Linked DNA regions of Pan troglodytes: region 2 is linked to region 1. A link is a contact called in public Hi-C data. All regions are on one chromosome and are shown on one strand. Each heading gives the region's core, a stretch centred on a gene start, on an enhancer-like site or on the middle of the called end of the contact. The rest is flanking DNA. Distances are from core to core; before and after follow the strand shown. Region 1 holds the start of SEMA3D (semaphorin 3D). Region 2 overlaps LOC134810549 (a long non-coding RNA gene).

Region 1 (4,145 bases), core at 667-3,166:
GCATTGTATTAGAGGCTGAAGAAACAAAGACACAAAACAGCCAACACTTTTGTATGGGATGCAGACACATGCATAACTAATTATAATATAAAATGAAAAGAACTTATTATAGTAGTGAAATCAAAGTGCTTTGGGAAAACAGGAGGGAGTGATTAATTCTGTAAGGGCTTTATGGAAAGTATTGAATGGTAGCAAAGGAAGGTGTCATTTGGTTTAAGCGTATTAAGCTACAACTTAGAAAGGAGGAAAATGGGAAATCCAAAGCTAACCACAATTCTAGTTAAACACAAAATTCTGGCCAATAAACTGACAAAATTATTTAAAAGTTTAAAAATAGAGATTTTCTAAAAATCAAAAACTACTATAAACCCACCATATACGGGAGAAAAAAAGAGATATTTTATTTGCACAATGACATTGCAATTTGCATGGAAGTGCAATGACATATACAAATGAAAATAATATAAACACATAGAAACATACAATAAACAATTGCATGACTATGTACAGAATGAGTGGTATAACATTAAATATAAAGCATTCAGAAAAAAATAAAAGTTGCTATAGTTTGAAATAGTCTACGAGGATTTAAAATTTTTTTCTCTATCCAAAGAGGGTTTTTGTGGGGTTGATTGGTTGTGAGTCCAAACCAAGGTTATAGAGATGGGGCAGCATGAGACACAAGAAAGAGCCTTGATCAGATTTGGGAAACCTGAGCCTTTCCTTAGCCTGACTCTGCCATCAACCATCTATAACTTAAAATGACTCCTTTAGCTTCTGTGGCCCTCAGCCCTCTGCCACAGATAAAAGGTCAAATGAAGAATGTCTTCCACCCCTTTCAGTTATTCCATTACTGCATTTGTCTGTTCACCATCTCCAAATCAAGATATCTCTTGTTACTTGCTAAGGAAGCTTTGGGACCCTACACCTTGTGCTCTTAAATCAAGCTGACAAATGCAGGATCCCGTGGCTGCTTTCTTTCCATGTCTCTACCTCATGTCAGATTTATGTTTGGGACTAAGGGCAAGGTGTGTGACTATAAACCTGGATTTCCCATCACAAAGGATTTACCATGCAGCTAAAAATGCCTAACTTACAGGGCTCACCAAATGCACAGGCCTTTTTAATGTCCCTGACGGTGGCCTCATGAACTCTCATTGTCATATATTTTTGCAGAATCTGTAGAAGTGAGATATTTCTGCATTACTTTTGCTTAAAGAGGATCCTCTATTCCAATTGCATAGGTTCCAGGTTCATCAAAACTTAGATCTTCTCGTCATTATATACTTCTAAGTTCCTACTGTGTGAATAAGGGGTGCAAAAATCTAAAAAACTCCCGAAGACAAGAATATGAGGCACACCTCTTTGTAGGTCTGGCGTAAGGGAAAGAGGAAGAAAGGATTACATTCTACTCGTTTTTATCTCTCCCTGTTTGGTCTTTATCGGGTGCCAGCCCCTTAACGGAGGGTTGATCCCTGTTCCTCATCCCTATGCCTGCCTTGTCAAGGCCATTAACCGTGGATTGAGGTTTTACATAGTGGAACGCAGGTACTGTTTTGTGGGATTAGCATTTTTAGGACGGTGTTTGTGGTCACTCTCCCTGTTTCTTCCTCATGGGGTCCCTTAACAGGTTTTATGGTATAGGGAAGGAACTAAAGAAGTCCCCAAGTCACCCAGAAGGAAGATCAGACGTTAGAGGTTGCTTTACACATAGGGTGCCCTGTCCTGATAAACATCCGTCAGCGCTTGGCCAGGGCTACCTCTAAATCCATGCTGCTGGCAGCCTCGGCGCAGCAGGGATGAACTTCTGCACGCTTGGGAGTTCTGGCGTGCGCAGTGGAAGGAGGGGGCGAGGGCTGGGGGAGGAGATCGGAAGGGGAAAGGTAATCCCCGGCGTTTTCAGCATCCTCTTTTTAGAAAGACTGAGTCTCTCCCAGGACAGCTGCTGCGGTCACACCACAAACTTAAAAGCCGCCCTCCTGTTTGGAGCGTGCCTTTCCTCGCCACCCTCTCCTCCCCAAAGCTCCAGCTGGTGCCTTGCTCTCCGCCTGTCCTAGCGCGGCGCTCGGGGGAGGCAGCAGCGCCCCCTGCCTCCCGGCCTGGCCCCTGCGGCCGCAGCTTCCCGGCTCTGCCAGGGCTGCCGGCGGCTCCGCTTGCTCAGCCAGGGCTGCGGCTCAGAGGAACGCGCGCCGGTGCCCCGGGTTGCCGCGCCGCTGGACCTCAGCCTGCATCCCGTTCCCCTCTCCCTGAAAAGGCACCAGGAAAAGAGAGAGGGAGAGAAGAGTTCACAGCAGGTAAGTCTGGTTTGGGTCACCTGCTACTCCAGTGGGAGGGTGTGCTGGAGACCGCGGTGCTAAGCGGGGATAGCCGGGATTTGGGGGTGGCTGTGGGTCCGAAGTGGAGGACGAGCATGGTCTGGGAGATAAGGAACCGTCCTGAGACAGAGAAGGCTCCCGGGAGCGGACAGAGAGTGGGCGAAATCGGTGCGCAGTAATCGCGGCGCCAGCTTCAGCGCGGCCCCTGGGGCGCAGTCCCACCCCGCCTCAGCAGCTGCGGAGCCTTCTGACGAGCCTCCGCCTGGCAGCACTGCACAAAGTTTTCCTCCTGAGACGCGTCCAGGAACTTTGCTCTCTCCCTGGCTTCCTCGTTCCCCCATCACCCCTCCTGGTCTGGGCAGCAGAGAGCGTCTATGAATGTGTCCCCGGCTTCCGCAGGCTGCAGGTTCATTTGGAGACGCTTTGGTCGGGAACATCCGGGGAGGACTTGACCAAAGGGCATCTGCGCCCTCGCTCGCTCCTTTCCTTGTTGGTCTGGGAGAAGGGAAAGGGGCAAGGAAGAAGGAAGGGAAGCGTGGTGGTTTTTGTTGTAGCGTTTTGGAAGAGGAATGGGCGACGCCTTTTTCCTCGCCGGGGAATCGCGACGTTCCGTCTGATGGAAGTGTGCATCCTTTTAGATTTAGAGGGAAAGTTGGAGTCAAACAGCAGCCACAAAGCTGGCTGTCTGAAATGTGGTTAAGGCAAAACACTCGGGGGATCTCTTTGTAGTAGTGGGCTTGGCTCGCTTTGGAAAGGCCGGATTTGACTCGTGCTGGGCATTTAACCAGGAGTGCGGTCCCCAGGGTGTTTCCTCCCGGCTTCTGCCCAACAAGCCCGGAGTTAATGCGTTAATGGGCTACCCTGGTAGCGCACGGGCCGTTTTCGGCACTGTTTCTCCTTCTCTAATGACTCGAGTTCAACCTCCTGGGCTGAGTTGCTTTGCCTCCGTCACAGTGCAAGGAGGGAAGTTGACAGGAGGAGGAGACGCCGCGCTGTGGCAGGGCGCTTTGGGATCCAGGGGACTGGAAGAGAGCCGCGCGCCAGCAGCTGGGGCCGCTGGTGTCCGGGATTCCGAGTTACGGGGACAGGAGTTAAATAGCCGAACTTTCAGCGATTTCGCCTTGAGCGAAGCGGTAATAAAAGGCAAGCTTCTGTGCGTGGACTCTTATTTCATCACCAAAACCCCACCACTTTCCGTTTAGCTTAGTGCTATTTGCACAAGCAAAAGAAGAGGGGAGAAGACATAAACTTTCCGGTTTAGCCTAAAAAGGGTTCTCCTGCATGTGTGCGCTAGCGGGGGATGGCGGGGTGGGGGCGCGCAGAGACGAGGGGGAGGATTTCCTAACAGAGAGGGAAGGGTTGAGGCGGAGGTAGAGGAGAGGTCTGAGACATCTCCTGGGTCTGGTGCTGCTGCTATTGTGTAACCATGGCAACCGCGGGGGCAGGGGTGGTCAGAGCCTTCCCAGTTCTGCACGTGGAAAGAAAAATGTGAAGGGCAGAGAAGGGAGAGAGCCACATGTCATCACTCCAGTGATGCCTTCCCTTCTCCTTTTCCTTCTCCTTTTCCTTCTCCTTTTCCTTCTTCTCTGAGGCCAGACAGCAAGGAGGATGAGCAAGAAGACACACATGTCATCACTCCAGTGATGCCCTCCCTTCTCCTTTTCCTTCTCCGAGGCCAGACAGCAAGGAGGATGAGCAAGAAGATCGGGGTTGGGAGTGATCAGCCCCAGCTGGCCACTGCTTTAACCCACTCGGGTCTTAGAGTCTCTGAGACTCGCCCCAGCAGATAAGACGGGTCAGGGGTGCCATCGCTGACAGGCGCAAAGTGAT
Region 2 (4,145 bases), core at 688-3,187, 560 kb before region 1:
TGTGCATTTTAATTGTGGCATTCAGCCCATCCTATTCAAGGTTAATATTGATATGTGCAAATTTGATTCTGTCTTTGTGTTGTTAGCTGGTTATTATGCAGATTTGATTGTGTGCTGGCTTAATAGTGTCTTCATACTTAAGTGTGTTTTTGTGGTGGCTAGGAATAATCTTTGCATTCTGTATTTAAAACTTCTTGCAGCATGTCTTGTAAGGCAGGTCTGGTGATAATGAATTCCCTTAACATTTGCTTTTCTGAATAGGATCTTATTTCTCTATCATTTATGATGTTTAATTTGGCTGGATATGAAATTCTTTGTTGGAATTTGTTTTCTTTAATAATACTGAATAGAGGTCCCCAATCTCTTCTGGCTTGTATGGTTTCAGCTGAAATGTCCACTGTTAGCCTAATGGGATTCTCTTTATAGGTAATCTGCCCCTTCCCTCTAGCTGCCTTTAACATTTTCTTTCATTTCAACCTGGGAAAATCCGATGAGTATGTGTCTAGGGGATGGCCGTCTTATATAGTATCTCACAGGAGGTTTCTACTGTTGTACCTGAGTGAGTATTTGCTGAATTTGAATGTTCTCTGGTGAGGTTGGGAAATTTTCATAGACTATGTCCTCAAATATGTTTTCCAAGTTTCTTGCTTTATCTGTTTCCTTTCAGGGACAACAATGAATTGCAGATTTGGACTCTTTACATAATCCCATATTTCTTAGAGGTTTTGTTCATTTTTTAAATTTTATTTTTATCTGACTGAGTTATTTAAGAGAACCAGTCTTAGAGTTCTGAGATTCTTTTCTCAACTTGGTTGATTCTGCTGTTAATACTTGAGATTATATATAAAATTTCTGAAGTGATATTCTCAGCTCTATTAGATCAATTTGGCTTTCTTTAAAATAGCCATTTCATCTTGCATCGCCTGTATTGTTTTGTTGTATTCCTTAGAATCATTGGACTGGGCTTTGACTTTCTCCCAAATCTCAATGATCTTTCTTCCTATCTATATGATGAATTCTACATCTGTCATTTTAGCCATTTCAGTCTGGTGCCATTGCTAGGGAACTAGTGCAGTGTTTGGGAAGTAAGAAGACACTCTGGATTTTTGAATTGCCAGAGTTCTTGTGCTGGTTCTTTCTTATTTGTGGGGATGTTGTTCCTTTAATCTTTGAAGTTGAGGTCCATTGCACAGGAGTTTCTGTCTTTACCTTTTTTGATGTGCTTGGAAGTTTGATTGTGGGTTTAATTGACTGGCTTGTTCTGTCTATTGGTTTTGTTTCTGTAAGATTTCAGGTGGTCAAAGCTCACCTCAGCACTCCTAGGCTGCATATTCTAACTTACGGGGTTGATAACAGGTGCCTGGCTTTGTTCTTTGGTTCTTTGGGGTTAGGAATCTGCTAGGCTGAAGGGGCCAAGGTGTTTCCAGTGTGCTGGCCTCAATATTCTATTGGAAGTTGCCCGCCAGAGCGCTTTGTAGGGACGTGGCAGTGGGATCCGTGGTCACTCGCGCCGTGTCAGCAACTGCAGCAGCGGTGTGAGGTGCATGTGCGTTGGTTAGGGTAGGGGTCTGTCAGGAACCTTTGCCTTAGTTTTAATAGGCACTATAAGGGAGCAAAATATTTTGGCGTTGTATTTTGGGCTGCAATCCAGCAGGTGGCGCTTAAGACTGTTAGCAGAGAGGTTCTTAGTACACTGTATGACTCTTGTGTTTTGGTGCGGTTAGCAGTAGTGGTATGTTGTGAGGAGGGAGAGAGGTGACCCCCTCACCTGGTCTACTCCTGGGCCTTGTAGGTGCCCCCTCCGATTATAGGCACCGTGCTTGCATTTTTTTTTGTTGGGCATTCTGGTCCACAAGGCTCCCTCAGGCAGGGGCCACATTTGGCAGGCAGGTTGTATCCTTGTCAGGTGGGCCCTGTAGAGGGAGGCACACCTCGTTCCTCCACCAACCACCCTAGGAACCCAGGTGTCACATTTCACAGTGATCTGAGAATGAGGGCTCCCACCTGCTTTAGCACTGCCCACGCCCTCAAATCCTGCTCAGTTAGGAGCTGCCTGGGTGGGTGGATTCACCTGTTCTGCTATGTAGATGCTTCCTGGGGGGAAAAGGTGTTGTGCCTTCCTGCAGAGTTCAGGCAGAAGTGGAACCACTGAGCTAAAACCTTTAGCAGGTGTGGCCGGCCTGAATACAGAGATGGGGGTGGTTTGAGTAAAACCACCACCACTCCCTGCCCTCGCCCACGCCATCCAGGTGTTTCCAGGGACAACAGGAGGCTTTGCCCACCGGTTGAGTTCAGACAGAGGCAAAACCACTGGGCTGGAAACTCTGGCAAGCGTTCACAGCCTGACTACCAGCGACGTGAGTGGGCCCCCCCTCCCTGCCGTCTGGGGCTTCTCAGGACAACAGGAGGTTGCATGTGTTGATTGAGTTCAGGCAGAAGTGAGATGGCTGATGCTGGAAGCTCTAGTAGGCATTGGCCGCCTGGTTACCAGCAGTGGGAGCGGGCGGAGTCACCCTCCCTGTTGTCCAAGTGCTTCCTAGACAACAGGAGGCTGCACCCCCTGACTGAGTTCAGGCAGGAGCTGAACCACTGGAGTGGAAGCTCCAGCAGTGGTGGAGGTGAGTGGGGTCATCCACCCTTCCCTTTGGGTGTTTCTTGGGACAGCAGGAGGCTGTGCCTTGCTGTCCTTTTGAGCTAGAAGCTCCATCAGGCATTGCCCACCTAACAATGGTGGGGGTAGGTGGGGTTGCCTGCTCTGCCATCAGGGCATTCTGGGCAACAAGAGGCAGTGGGTGTAGCCGAGTTTGGATAGAAGTGGGATGGCTTGGCCAGAAGCTCGACAGATCTTTGTCTGGCAAGGGCAGGGCAGTTAGAGGAATCTTCCTGCTCCCAGGCACCCTGACTGCAGCCTCTACTGGGGCTATGGTGCTGGCGAAGGTCTATTTCCAGGTCCAGGGATTGTAGAGGTCGAGAATTTGGAGCTATCTCTGCAAAGTCTCTGGGTGACTCTCTGCCTCAGTTTAGAAGCACTGTCCCTGTGTAGAGCATGAATCCCTCTGAGGCCCTCAGTCACTCCCTCATGCTTTCCTACCTTGTGGAGCTTCTCCTGGATCCACATTGATTCCAGATTGGCTGCTGCCCAGCTTTGCTCCTCTTTGCTCTCTGTGTTCACTCGCTGCTGTGATAGTTTCCGATGTGGTTTGATTATCAGCTTATAGAGTCAGTGTTCAATAGCCCTTTTGATTTCTCTCCATGACAGCAGCACAGGTAATCTGCTTTAAGTCTGCCATCTTGACCCCTCACCTCTTTCTATGATTTGTTTTATTAGTGTTTTATAGTTCTTTTTGTTGAGATCTTTCACTTCCTTGTTTAAGTATATTCCTAGGTATTTTATTGATTTTGTAACTGTTGAACCGTAAATGGGATTGAGTTCTTGATTTGATTCTCAGCTTGGTCATTGGTGTGTAGCAGTACTACTGATTTGTGTACATTAATTTTGTAATCTGAGACTTTACTGAATTCGTTTATCAAATCTAGAAGTCTTTTACTACCTTGAATGGAAGTGTTGAAAGTGGACATCTTTGTCTTGTTCCAGTTCTGAGAGCGGAATGTTTTCTACTTTTCCTCATTCAGCATGATATTGGCTGTGGGTTTATATGGCTTTTATTATTTTGGGATATGTTCCTTTATGCCTAGTTTGTTTAGGGTTTTTATTACAAAGAGATGGTAGATTTTATCAAATGTTTTTCTGCATCTATTGAGATGATCATTTGGTTTTTGTTTTCATTCCATTTATGTGGTGAATCACATTTACTGCCTAGCATATATTGAACCACCCCTGCATCCCTGAGATGAAAACTACTTAATCATGGTGAATTATCTTTTTGATGTGCTTTTGGATTCAGTTTGCTAATATTTTGTTGAGGATTTTTACATCTGTGTTAATTGGGAATATTAATCTGTAGTTTTCTCTTTTTTTTTTCTTGTTATGTCCTTTCCTGGCTTTAATATTATGATGATACTGTTTTTGTAGAATGAGTTAGGGAGGATTCCCTTCCTCTTAATTTTTTGGACTAGTTTTAATAAGGTTGGTACAAGTTCTTCTTTGGATGTCTGGTGTAATTCAGCTGTAAATCTATCTGGTC

The links. Hi-C and Micro-C count contacts between places; a contact is called where the count stands out from the background.
Region 2: a Hi-C map of induced pluripotent stem cells shows a contact between it and region 1, with 1.5 times the contacts expected there. The contact joins the enhancer-like site here to the promoter of SEMA3D in region 1. A contact is called at or near these places in 1 of 7 Hi-C or Micro-C datasets (induced pluripotent stem cells) and 1 of 1 datasets of contacts at active chromatin or transcription factors (stem cell-derived excitatory neurons).

What each region holds. Positions count from the first base shown.
Region 1 is chr6:94,537,396-94,541,540 of NHGRI_mPanTro3-v2.0_pri, reverse strand. It overlaps SEMA3D (semaphorin 3D), which reads left to right and starts at 1,916. Exons shown (of 18, transcript XM_016957662.4): 1 at 1,916-2,294.
Region 2 is chr6:95,096,608-95,100,752 of NHGRI_mPanTro3-v2.0_pri, reverse strand. The region is part of intron 5 of LOC134810549 (a long non-coding RNA gene); the gene reads left to right. Among named protein-coding and RNA genes, the nearest start is that of SEMA3D, 560 kb to the right of the region's middle. Within about 2 kb of position 1,937, at least 2 of the 24 cell types and tissues checked have an H3K27ac peak or open chromatin away from gene starts, as enhancers often do. A contact at or near this core is called in induced pluripotent stem cells, where this site is marked.